3 separate regions of the Macaca mulatta genome follow, and all the other regions are linked to region 1. A link is a contact called in public Hi-C data. All regions are on one chromosome and are shown on one strand. The core of a region is the stretch at or near the end of the contact, and the rest is flanking DNA. Distances in the headings are between cores, read along the strand shown.

Region 1 (3,958 bases), core at 374-2,873:
GACACTCAACAAAATATTCTACAGCTTGAATACCAAACTGCAACTAACTACGGCATTCCAAAAGAGGAGTTTGGGACAGAACTATTTTCTGCCTAGTAGCTGAGATACCACTTTACACAAAGCCTTTCTAAAACTCCAATAACTATGGATGAAAATCATCCCAAAATACATCATAAAACACCCCCTTCTGCTTTGGAAACCAATGCTGTACAAAGTGTGCTCAGAAATCCACATGTCCCTGCACTTGTCTGAAAATGAGAATTCCTAGGCCCCACCTTGAAATTCTGATTCGGTAGGTCTGCAGCGGGGCCCAGGAATCTGCCTGTCTATACTTACTAAGGCTTGAAAACTACTGTCCCAAAGGGAAGAAACTCAGAAAAATAGAGCATGTTCCCAGTGATGCAGGATTCTTCATTATGAGCATCAACCGTACTATGCTGTAACATGATGATCTCAGAGGTTAGCGAAATCTTCAAGCTATTTGCCTTCATGTTAGAAGCACCATAACGCTAAGATTCTGGGCTCTCGCAACCCTTCCTGTTTTCTACGACCTTGCTCATCATTAGCTGCTCCTTCCTCTGTGTCGCCTTTAGAAGTTACTCTTGCTCCATTTCAAAACAGCGTCTTAGAGATCAGCGTTTTATCTTAAGTCTAAATGAAAGGTAGGGGGTGAGATTAAGTGTACAGCACGTTCTTTAGGCCATGCTCTTTGTGATGGCTACGGGGGTGGCTCAGACAGCTCTTTTGGTAAAGATCCCAATCCTGTGCCATGCTCCACAGTGTCTAGCATGTATTAGACACTCATAAACATTAAATGACCAGGTGAGGTAAAATTACATAAGGGCCCACCATAGTCTTTTACTCTGGGAAAAACCCAATCATCAGTTGCTACTTACACTGACAAACTGAATGTCGTCTTCATTTTCATCCGTTGTTGACTCAGATGCCTCAGGGCCAGCTGGAGGGACAGATTCTATTATCTATAAAAACAAGCCAAAACATGCTTATCTGTTCAGCCACATTCTTGTAGGAAGAGAGCGTTTCCGAAAGGAACAATTAAAAACAAAGAGCTCTTGAGGAAAACGAACTGAGCACAATTTCACGCAAACCCGACCAGGAACAGAACTCGAGCAGTCGGCTCTTGCCACAACATGTGCGGAGCTGCAGGGACTCAACGCTGAAAACGCAGTACCAGCCTCTCAGAATTCCCCTTATCTACTCCAGAAGGAGGACTCTGGAATTCCCCTTATCTACTCCAGAAGAAGGAACGCAAGCTCAACACCGAAGGGCAATCCTGCCTTAAAACGTCGCTCCCACTGGCCCAGCGGGGGCCACAACGAACGCCGGGCCCCGTGCGGGGGGACGGGCGGCCATTGTTGCTGCGGGTTCCTCGCTCAGACACGCACCAGGCCTCAGAGCTGGGCTCTGCCCAAGACACTGAAGAGGTCTCGCCCAGAGGCTGCGATGGAGCACCAGGCCTCAGACCGCAGAAAACACAAACCCTTCGCGGTTCGCCTCTGAGAACGCCAGGGCCCTCACTCGACTACTCACCTCCGACCCCGGGTCTCCCATGTCTCCGACGGCCGTGCTGACAGCACCACTGCTCCTGCTGTCCCTGCCGCCGCCGCCGCAGCCGCCACGACTCCCCTTCCCGCCCTGCACCGCCTCGCGCTACCGGGACCCGCCCCTGCGTGAGCGCCGACGCCACCGGCGGAAAGAGACGCAAAACCGCTTCAAAAGAGGAGCGGCCCTTACTGGCCCGCTATCCCCTCGGAACCGCTTTCTCTCATTCTCGGGCTTCCTTCCCCGCGCCGCACAGGATGCTGGGTATTGTAGTTCGGGTCGACCCTGAGACAGCTCCTCGCCGGGGTGGAAAGGAGAGGAAAAGAACCCCGAGGTTAGGGGCGTGCGTTGCGCCTAGGAGACGCCAGCTGCAATGGGGCGAAGCCAGGGGTCAGTTGGGTCCTGTGAGATAGCGAAGCGCTGGGAAGATGTGGGAGGATGTGAGGGAGGGTTTGAGTTGGTATTTGTTTGGTTTTGGTATGGTTGTGAAGCGCAGCTCATTGATTTTTCTGTTTTAGTCCTGAAGGTGGGTGGTGGGAACGGATTTCTCTTTTATTCATTTTTAAATTTATGTATTTACTCATTTTTGAGCAGAGGGTCTATGTGGAGGTTTAGCTGAATTCTAAGGTCAGGAAAGAATCTGAAGTGTCCTTACATTACACACCTCTTCCCTAGCGTCAGTCTCCCAGGCCCTGCCAGTATTAATACAGCTGAGGAAGAAAATAGGGATGGGAAGTCCAGGGCCCAATAGGAAAGGGAACCGAGGTCTACCTAGCTGTCACTAAACCCTAGCCAGTGATTTTGAAATGCACTTTTTCAATATTCTCAGATATACTCAGAGAATGTGAGAGATCTATTTTATCGACTGCTGTAAGGTTGACCATTTAACCTTTTGTGTGTTCACACTCATAAACAACTCTATAAAATAGATCTTTTTATATTCAACTATGCATTTAATCTTTTCTCAGGTAATACTTTACCAAAAATTTTAAAAGGCTTTTTTAAAAAACACACCAATCTTTGTCAATAAAGTTTATGAAAAGAATTAAGTGATAACATTATTTTAGGCCAGGCGGGTCCTCACATTCTGGGAGGCCGAGGCGGGCGGTTTACTTAAACCCAAGAGTTCGAGACCAGTCTGAGCAACATGGGGGAACCTCGTCTCTACAAAAAATACAAAAATTAGCTAGGCGTAGTGGTCCTCGAGCTACTCATTAGGTTTAGGTAGGAGGATCGCTTGAGGCTGGGAGATTGAGATCCAGGCTGCAGGGAGCCGAATTCATGTCACTGTACTGCAGCCTGGGTGACAGAGCGAGACACAGTCTCAAAAAAAAAAAAAAAAAAAAAAAAAAAAAAAAAAATTATTTAGCATCTTAGATTCCTGTTTTTGTTTGTATGCAAAACTACCATCTGATTGCCTAAGCCTGTAGTAATTATTGTTTACTATTTGACATTTCCTGCATTTCCACCAAGTGCTTTATGACTTTAGTTACTTTCTACCTAGTAAGCTTGAGACTCGTGGAGGCCAATTGAGAATGACAGACCTGGATGGGGAGTTCTTCAAAAGCTGTATGTAAATTAAATATTTTTAAAACGTTAATGTGTAGGCAAAACTTTTATTTAAAAGATCTTCCTAGTGGGCTGGTGAGAGTTTCCTCTAATATTTAATCGGTTGAGGCAGGAGTTAATGGGTAAAATTCTTGGAATACAAATAAGCAGTATGTGGTTAGATCCAAAAACTTCTCATAGCATACCATACAACTCAGTAACTGTAGTTGCAGGGATTATCCTGATACATCACAGGTTTGTTTATAATAGCAAAAAACTGGAAAATATCTAAATGTCTAATAATTGGGGAATGTAATGTTTAAATTGTGGTATGTACACTATCAAGATAACATTAGTGTTTTATCTCCACTGAAAATGTTTACCTAATATTTCTCAAAGCATATTTTTCAAAAATTCAAGAAATATATAGGATAATTAGAACCATGTTGTATTTTTTCTTCCACTGCTATAAAGAACTACCTGAAAATGGGAAATTTATAAAAGAAAGAGGTTTAACTGGCTCACAGTTCCACAGGCTGTACAGGAAGCATGACTGGGAAGGTCTTGGGAAACTTAAAATTGTGGCAGAAGGTGAAGAGGAAGGAGGAACCTTTTCACATGGCCAGAGGAGGAAGAAAGCAAAGCAGGGAGGTGCTACACACTTTTAAACAACCAGATCTCGTAGAGAACTCACTCACTATCAGAGAACAGCAAGGGGGAAATCCACCCTCATGATCCAATCACCTCCCACCAGGCCCCTCCCCCAACATTGAGGATTACAATTCCACATGAGATTTGGGTGAGGACACAAGTCCAAACCCTATCACATGTCAAGCCATCAAGAAAA
Region 2 (3,958 bases), core at 551-3,050, 210 kb before region 1:
TCTGTATTAGCAGTGCTTACCCTGCTCCTCTAAGAATGATTACCAGTGTCTCACCTTTCATTCTGATTTCCCCACAAGGATATCCTGGAACATAAACTCTGAAAACAACACTAGTGTTTCTGTTTCAATTCATGTCTAGCCCATTCTTTTCTCTAGCAACACACTGAGGATTAAGTAGGCCCCCAGGACAATGGCCACATCCTTCTTACACCCCGATATCATATCATTAGCATGGCACAAAATGCCCTCCATACTTCTCCATCCACCCTGAATTCCTGAACTTGTTACTGTTACCTCAAATATGAAATTCTCTTTCATGCTCCAAGCCTTTGTATAGGCCATTATGTCAGCTTGGAAAAACTCTTCACTTCTTCTCTGCTGGAAAATTTCTACCCATTCTTCAAGGTCCAGATCACATTTCAACTTCTCTAAGAAGCTTATTTAATCAGACTAAGTCAGTCACTCCCACTTCTTTGTTTCAACAGCACCACCATTTACTTCTAGAGCAGTTAAAATACTGAATTATGACTATTATTTTGGATGTCTGTCTCCATGTACTAGAATACAACTTCAACAAAAAATAACATTATTCATATCAAAATCCCTGCCACCTAGAACATAATGGCACTCAATAATATGCACTGTACAATAAATAAATGAATGAGTACCAAACCCTCAACAAATATTTCTTGAATGGATTGCTGAATGAAGGAAATGAATTATCTCAATAAATATTTGTTGAATGGATTGCTGAATGAAGGAAATAAATTACCTTCATTCATTCTCACAAAGGGTAAGTAAGTTTCTCAAGAATATATACATTCTAATTTAAATAGTACTTACATTTAACTCTATCAATAGCCAAGTTTTCAAATTCTATTAAAGATATGTTTTCAGACGGTGGCTGCAAGTAAAACTGAAGGCAATGAGGGTAGGAAGCATTCCTCTGGTCACCTGCCAATCTCGGCATCCTCCACTTTTTTTTGGAAAACTCCATCTTGGTCACCTTAGAAGGAAGCATATAAAAAGCATAAAATTATGGAAAATAAAGTTGGAAAAAGAAAACACGAAAAAATAATTACACAAACAGAAAAAAAAAAATGGACTTGAAGGCATGCACAAAATGTTAGCAGTGGCAATTCCTGGGTGATGTCCTTCTCTCTTTTCCAGATTTTCTACAATACACCTATAATAATTTTGTAATGGGGGTGGGAGAGGCGCTAGAGCAGACGCAGGTGGTGATCCTAATTTTCAGCAACATGAAAGTCAGGTGATGTTGCCTGCTCATTACAGGCCTGTGTGTCACTGCTCCTGGATCTTTACGATCCCAAGAGTTAATATAAGGTTTTACGTGGTCTGCAATCCTGAACTTAGAGGAGAGTGCTGTAGGTTCTGGCTAAATGAGGGTCTCACTTGATGGACTGGGTCCAGTTACTCACTTTCTCTGTTATGACTCTGGGAAACAGAACAACTGTCTTTCGGAACTCCTTTTCGGGAACATCCACAAGTGCCTTATAAAAGTTCCATCCCCAACACCTCTGCCCACTCCACTAGCAAACCTATCTGCCCCCAACTCCTCCCTGGTACCTGAGTGTCTGCCCCAACCAATCAACCAATACCCACTACTCTCAACCCGCCAAGTTTGTCCTTCTGCTCCTGCTGCCTGCAAAGTGATCCGTCTCTCCTTTCTGTCGACTTGCAAGCCTCAACAACAGAATTGCTCTCTGTCCTAAATTCGCGGGAGTTTCCCTTACCTGCAAGAATTCAAACTCGGGGAAACACAAACGCTGACAGCTACCGCTCCCGGGTGGCGGGAGAGTTCATATGAAACCGGAAGCGGAAGCGATTAGCACGGAAGGCCCGCCCTCCCCCACCTCCCCTCGGCCGCTTGGAGGGGGTTGTGCCTGGGGCTCTGGGCATGCTCAGTGAAGCGCGTCTGGGAGCTCAAGGCGTTTCACGGACTTTGGCAGCTTTAAAATGTTTGGATGTCAATGTTTTGGGGATTTCTTTTTTCCAAATTTTAAGATGCATTTCCCGTACGTGGAGTAGGTAGCTTTTAACGGTTGAAACTGGGGTGCTGAATGCTAGTGGAGAAAACTCCCATACGCCGAAAATTGAACCAATGTAAGTTCGTTTGGGGACACTAACAAATATTCCGTATATTGAGGAGAATATGGCGCTTTAACCCGCAGAGCTGGCACTCATCACTTTCAATCTGGGGAGGAATGAGGAAAAAAAGCATTAGGATCCTTTTTGCACCTAGCTCACTATTAAGGGCTCTTTTTTCCCCTCGTTTAATCTTTCAGCGACGTTTAAGGTCCTATACGGTCGTATTACCCCCATTTGGCAGATGAGGAAACAAGTTACAAGATCATCATTAGCTACATACAATACATAGTTTGAATTTCGGATTGGGCGGCAAGATCCTACTGGCAGGTTCCACGTTCAGTTCCCTCCCCGCTCCCCGGCAATGCCTCGCACAGAGTAAGCGCGCGGCTGAATTATCTGTGGAATGAACTAGAATGAATGAAAGAATGAACATTCGCAGAAATCGCTCTGCAGTCTACAGGAATTAGAAGAACCCAGCCTCGGAGGGAAGATAGGGTGGAAGAAGTGGAAGCACTGTAGATAACGCGGACGTGCCGCTTGCTTTCCAGATGTCTTACTGCAGACTCACAAGCGGTGCCACCGTCAGAGCCACCACACCAGTTCTGTCTGTAAGATTTTCGAGAACTAGAAATTAACTTCACTCGTGGCCTCTAGGAGGCGTGCCTTGCTTACAAATGTGCTGGAATGAGGCTCCGGTATAGGTAGTCGTTAGGCGATCAACTGAATGTTTTGAAATGTTCATGTTCTTAGAAATGCAAAGTACATTGAAACAGTCTCAAGCTTCAGAGCATCTACCCAGCCTGGACTAAACTGTGGCTGGCACTGACTTTATACCAGGACCTGTTCTAAGTGGTTTACATATCAACTCATTTTATTCTCACAACCATTTAAGATAGGCTATTCCCCCCCGCCCCCCCGCCCCGACACACCACCACTACCCGAGACAGAGTCTTGTTCTGTGGCCCACCCTGGAGTGCAGTGGAGCGATCTCGGCTCACTACAACCTCTGCCTCCCGGGTTCAAGCAATTCTCCTGCCTCAGCCTCCCGAGTAGCTGGGATCTGTAATCCCAGCTAATTTTTGTATTTTTAGTAAAGACGGGGTTTCACCATGTTGGCAAGCTGGTCTCGAACTCCTGACCTCGTGATTCGCCCGCCTCGGTCTCCCAAAAGTTATTATATTAAACCTATTTTCTAGATACGGAAACTGAAGAACAGAGAAGTTAAATGAAGTCAAAAGGACACATAATGTCAGAGCCATGTTCAAACCCAGAGAAACTCTCCAGGCCCCACTGTGCTAACGATCTCACTATACTAATTCCAGTAGTATGACAGCAGAGCTTCACCTCATTTCTTCCTCTCTGTATCAAATACATAATACAAATACTTCACCTGGTCTGAAGAAGACACCTGAAAGCATATAAATTGCCTGAAAAACCAGCAGCACAGATCATAAGAATATTTACATGAATATCTTATCTCTGGGTTTCAAACAAAGTTAAATATTATAAATTACAAAGAAAAAAGATATAAAGACTTGACGATAAAAATACAAAATTACGCATGTAAAAAATTCACAAAAGTATTTTGCACTCATCAAACTACCGAAAAGGTCTACCAAAAGTATAACATCAAAAAGGTTAATGCCATCAGGATACAAAGCAGTTAATTCATTAGGAAAAAAATCCTAAGACACAAAGAGAAAAATGGGAAAAGAAGAACAAGTAACTCATAGAAAAAATAACTAATGTTAAATATGAAAAATGTTTTTATCACTAGCGCAAATAAATTTTCTCCTGCAAAATTGTCAAGGATTTTATAATGAAACTACTCAGTGTTGCCACCTGTTTT
Region 3 (3,958 bases), core at 864-3,363, 140 kb after region 1:
GTCTGCACACGATTAGTTCAGTTTTGTTGTTTAAAATTACTCCACCATGCCATTGTTGAGTCAATGCGGTGGAGAATTCTTCCTTTCCTGATGTGCCACACATTGCAAGCTCTCAGGATTTTCTTCAACAACCTCTGCATAATTGTTGAATATAGTTTCCCACTGCAGTGGGCTGCGGTATCAGGAAACCTTTAGCCATATGTACATGATGTAGTGCTACCTGTCACCCCCTCTGAGTGCTAGAGACCCATGAAGCCTATCCTGGAATGCAGTGCAGCCTACATGCTGCCATTCAAAATTCCCACCTTACCCAGTGTCTCCAAGCAAGGTCCCTTCTGAGTTCAATCCAAAACAACTGAATGAATGAGATGCAACATGTCAACAATTCGAATGTTTATTTTGTTTTAGGAAACCAGCTGTAAACAAAACGTATCTGTTGTTTTCCATGTTTATGAATCTGGCACTAAGAGACTGCATTAAGCAATGCCTTTTTAGGTTTAATACTTACACACGGTAATGTGTTACTGGCCTTAAGGACATCAATGATTAAGCTTTTACGCAGAGCTGTACGGTTTTGTATAGTTGGAAAACAACATGATTTTGAGATCACTACAAGCAAATAAAACTTTTATTCCTCCCAATTATTTACCTGCTTTTCAAAATTTTATAAATTTTTATGATACAATTTCTTCAGTCTATTAGGTATTCCAAAAAAGAGGCTAATATAGTCGTTATAAGAAACTCCACAAATGCAGTCAAGTGTTACCTTTTCACTATAATTAAAGTTTTCTTATGCGAGTAAATGAAACAAACAATCCAGCCCCACACAGGGAAAGCCAGCATTGCCTTGGGGGCAGCAGAACGCGGCACAGCACCGCCCGCCAAGGCCGCAAGATGCCGCAGACTGACTGCTGCAGCAGTCGCTTCCTGGCCAGCTGGCCGTGGCCGTCCGCAGAAAGGCACACTGCAGCGCTCTTGCCATACCTTCCGCGCTGGCATTGCATCAGTGTTAAATCCCCTGGCCACCAACTGCCATATACTTTTTGCTGGTTATGAAGAAACGTGGGGAGGGGACAAAAGGGAGACAGTGTGCCTGCAAGTGTGAGAGATCACTATTGCCTCACACTCCCTAAAAAATTTCTCCCCCAAATATTTATAAGCCAAGTCCCAACTTACTTCATCTGTCAGGTCCCTAAATCTGAAATCCCCTCGCCCTTCAAATGCACTAAATGAGTCAGGGTTTTTAGGGCAAACCCAGGGATACAAGAAGATCGAAAGTGCCTAATTCTTAGCTGCCAAATAAGTACCAAGTTTGGGGTGGAAGAGTTCACCTCTGCAGACCAGAGCGTACTACCCCCGGAGCGCTCCTAGTTTAGAGAGGCTTGGAGAGGAGAGGGCCTCCCGTTCCTGGAGTATCCCAATTCCCAGGGAAGGCCCTTCCCAGCGCTCGCGCTTCAGCGTGCGAGGAACCCCCACAAGCAATAGCTCACCCGACTGCATCCTTCAAAGCCCCAACCTCGGGGCGGGGCGCAGGGAGGTGGGAGGTGAGGGGTAGCACCGCCGGGAGGCTCCTGTCAGCGCCTCACGGTTTTCCCCCTGGCTCCTTGGCGCCCCCTGACGATGGGCTCCGCAGCAATTTGGCCAAGGGAGGCTGGATAGGCGGAAGCGCCGGGTGTCCGGGACGCTAGAGGCTCCCGGTCAATGCACCTGAGGACGGCGCGGACTGGCGGGCGGCCCCGCGGGAGGGCGCTGGGCTCTCAGGCCCGGGCGCAGCCCGCGGCCGCCGCCGAAACCGCCGCAGCCATGTCCGCGCGCCCGCGCTGCCGCAGCCCGGCTGTGATGTCATCAGCCGAGCCCCCGCCGCGGCGCCCCATTCCCGCCCCCAGCAGGCTGCCGCGGCTGCAGCCCGGGCGCCGCGTCCCCGCCCCGACCCACGTGCGCCCGGCTTCTGGGATGCTGAGGTCGGCTGCGGCCGCAGGACGATGCGCGGAGCCCGGGCGGTCGCGGCGGCGGCGCTGCTCCTCCCCACTCGCCGCGTCCCCGGCGGGGCTGCGCCCGGGGGCTGCGCACGGACGGGGGCGGGGGCGCCTGGGGAGGGAGGGGAGAGGATCCCAGTCGCCGAGTCGCAGCCTAGTCGCTGTCTGCTGAGTCATGGCAAGCGCTCCCCGCAGCCCTGGATCACTCGCGTAGCGCGGCTGGCGCGGGGTGCGCAGCCATTGGGCTGGGCGCGGGGCCGCGAGCGCCGGGCATGACGCGCTGAGCCGCGCTCACCCGTGCCCGCCGTCCCGGCGTGCGCCCCGCGCGGGTGCCTGTGCCGCCGCCCTCCAGCCCCGCCGTCGAGTCGCCCCCGCGTCGCCCGCACCATGATCGCCGCGGCTTTCCTCGTCTTGCTGAGACCCTACAGCATCCAATGTGCCCTCTTCCTCTTGTTGCTTCTGCTGGGCACCATCGCCACCATCGTCTTCTTCTGCTGCTGGCACCGCAAGCTCCAGAAAGGGAGGCATCCGATGAAATCGGTCTTCTCGGGTCGTTCGAGAAGCCGAGGTAAGACACGCCGCGACGGGTTTCTGCGGCTACCAGGAACATTTAAGCCGATTTGGAGAGTGAAGCGCGGCTCCCTCAGTTCTCCTCGGCTGCCCCTAGCCCCATCATTGCCCACTCCCCAGGCTGAGTACGTTTCTTTATTTAACGCCCCTTGCCCTTTTTGCCCTCACCTCCGCCCTCCAGTCTCCCAGGTTTGAATAACCACGGCGATGCAGAGGGCAGGGAGGGGAGAAACGAACTCAAATTTTCAGTCAGTTTGCTAAAGCGTTAAGGGTAATTTGAGCGTAGTCCGGGGCTGCGGCAGCCTTGCCTTCACCCGTCCTTCGCTGGAGCGTAGGGGTAAGAAAGTAAGGCATGGAAAGTTCGGGACTCCCCAACTCCCCCAGAACTTTCATGCAAACTTCTCGCGGAGAAATCACCTAGAGACCGATGGCCCCAGGACTCCTCCTCCCTCCCCCAGGATGTCCCACCGAATTCCAGTCGTCTGAGATATGCTTTCCCGACCCTGGTCTCTCAGGTAAGTCATGAATCACTTACGTGAAGAACAAGGAGTTAAATGAAGTCTCATTTCTCTTTTCTCCCCAGATGCTGTTTTGAGATCGCACCACTTTCGTTCTGAGGTAATTTATTTAGCGCCCACGCTCAAGGTCAGAAGAAGTTCTCTTTCCTGAGTACCAATATTAATTATATGCGTGTTAAGAAACCAGTAGGACACTGAATGACGAGCATGCTGTCCCCTAGCCGAAAGTGGCATGTTTCTTTTTAAGCGATTCCATATTAGTGCCCAGCGAACGGTTTTAGCAAATTTGTGTAGTGGAGCCGTTGTACAAGAGGGGAAAAGGCAAACCCTAAAAGTGCTGCAGACCTTAAAAAACTTAGCCACAGGGTGGATGTCACTTGAGTTTACAGTTTGTATTTTGCTGGTGGAAGTGTTTTCTGGGTGCTCTCAGTTGATTCTGGTTGTTCACTGGGATAAACGAAGAGGTTAGTGCAGAACAGTTTGATCTATATGCATTTCAATTTCGATTTTCAAGTTTACATTTCTGTTCTCTCATAAAGCTCTCCATGTTTTAATGGGGACTATCTGATGATGTTTGCAAAGCGATGACGGTAGTGTGTGCTTAAATTAAATGCTCGTGCTAGTCTCTACTCCCGAAACGTGGACCATCCCTCTAGGGCAATTAACTCCTAATCACTGCACCCAGGAACCAGCTCCACTGAAGAAAGGCAAGCTCTCCCTGACCTAGGATTTCTTTAGGAGTTTTCAGGCCAACCTCCACTTATCCTAAAATAATTTCCCCTCTTTTTAGGAAAGTTACACGCCGCCAGGCTTGGAAGTTGCTGCTTGGTGCAGTTTACTCATGTCGGCAAAGACTTCATAGTTAAACGCCCTCCATTTACCTGCAGTTATCTT

The links. A called contact is a pair of places that touch in the nucleus more often than the background predicts.
Region 2: a Hi-C map of liver shows a contact between it and region 1, with 5 times the contacts expected there. The contact joins the promoter of PRIM2 here to the promoter of ZNF451 in region 1. A contact is called at or near these places in 2 of 14 Hi-C or Micro-C datasets (fetal cortex germinal zone and liver).
Region 3: a contact with region 1 is called in a Hi-C map of cortical neurons, with 4 times the contacts expected there. The contact joins the promoter of DST here to the promoter of ZNF451 in region 1. A contact is called at or near these places in 2 of 14 Hi-C or Micro-C datasets (cortical neurons and fetal cortex germinal zone).

The regions. Positions count from the first base shown.
Region 1 is chr4:125,203,102-125,207,059 of T2T-MMU8v2.0, forward strand. ZNF451 (zinc finger protein 451) reads right to left here and starts at 1,624. Exons shown (of 15, transcript NM_001257777.1): 1 at 1,552-1,624; 2 at 897-980. The coding sequence starts at 1,572. It also overlaps a transcript of BAG2 not described here.
Region 2 is chr4:124,990,565-124,994,522 of T2T-MMU8v2.0, forward strand. PRIM2 (DNA primase subunit 2) reads right to left here and starts at 1,801. Exons shown (of 14, transcript NM_001266600.1): 1 at 1,755-1,801; 2 at 844-1,006. The coding sequence starts at 997.
Region 3 is chr4:125,342,446-125,346,403 of T2T-MMU8v2.0, forward strand. DST (dystonin) reads left to right here and starts at 2,114. Exons shown (of 103, transcript XM_077999802.1): 1 at 2,114-2,544; 2 at 3,130-3,164. The coding sequence starts at 2,364. It overlaps BEND6 (BEN domain containing 6), which reads right to left and starts at 1,769. Exons shown (of 7, transcript NM_001257859.2): 1 at 1,491-1,769. It also overlaps a transcript of BAG2 not described here.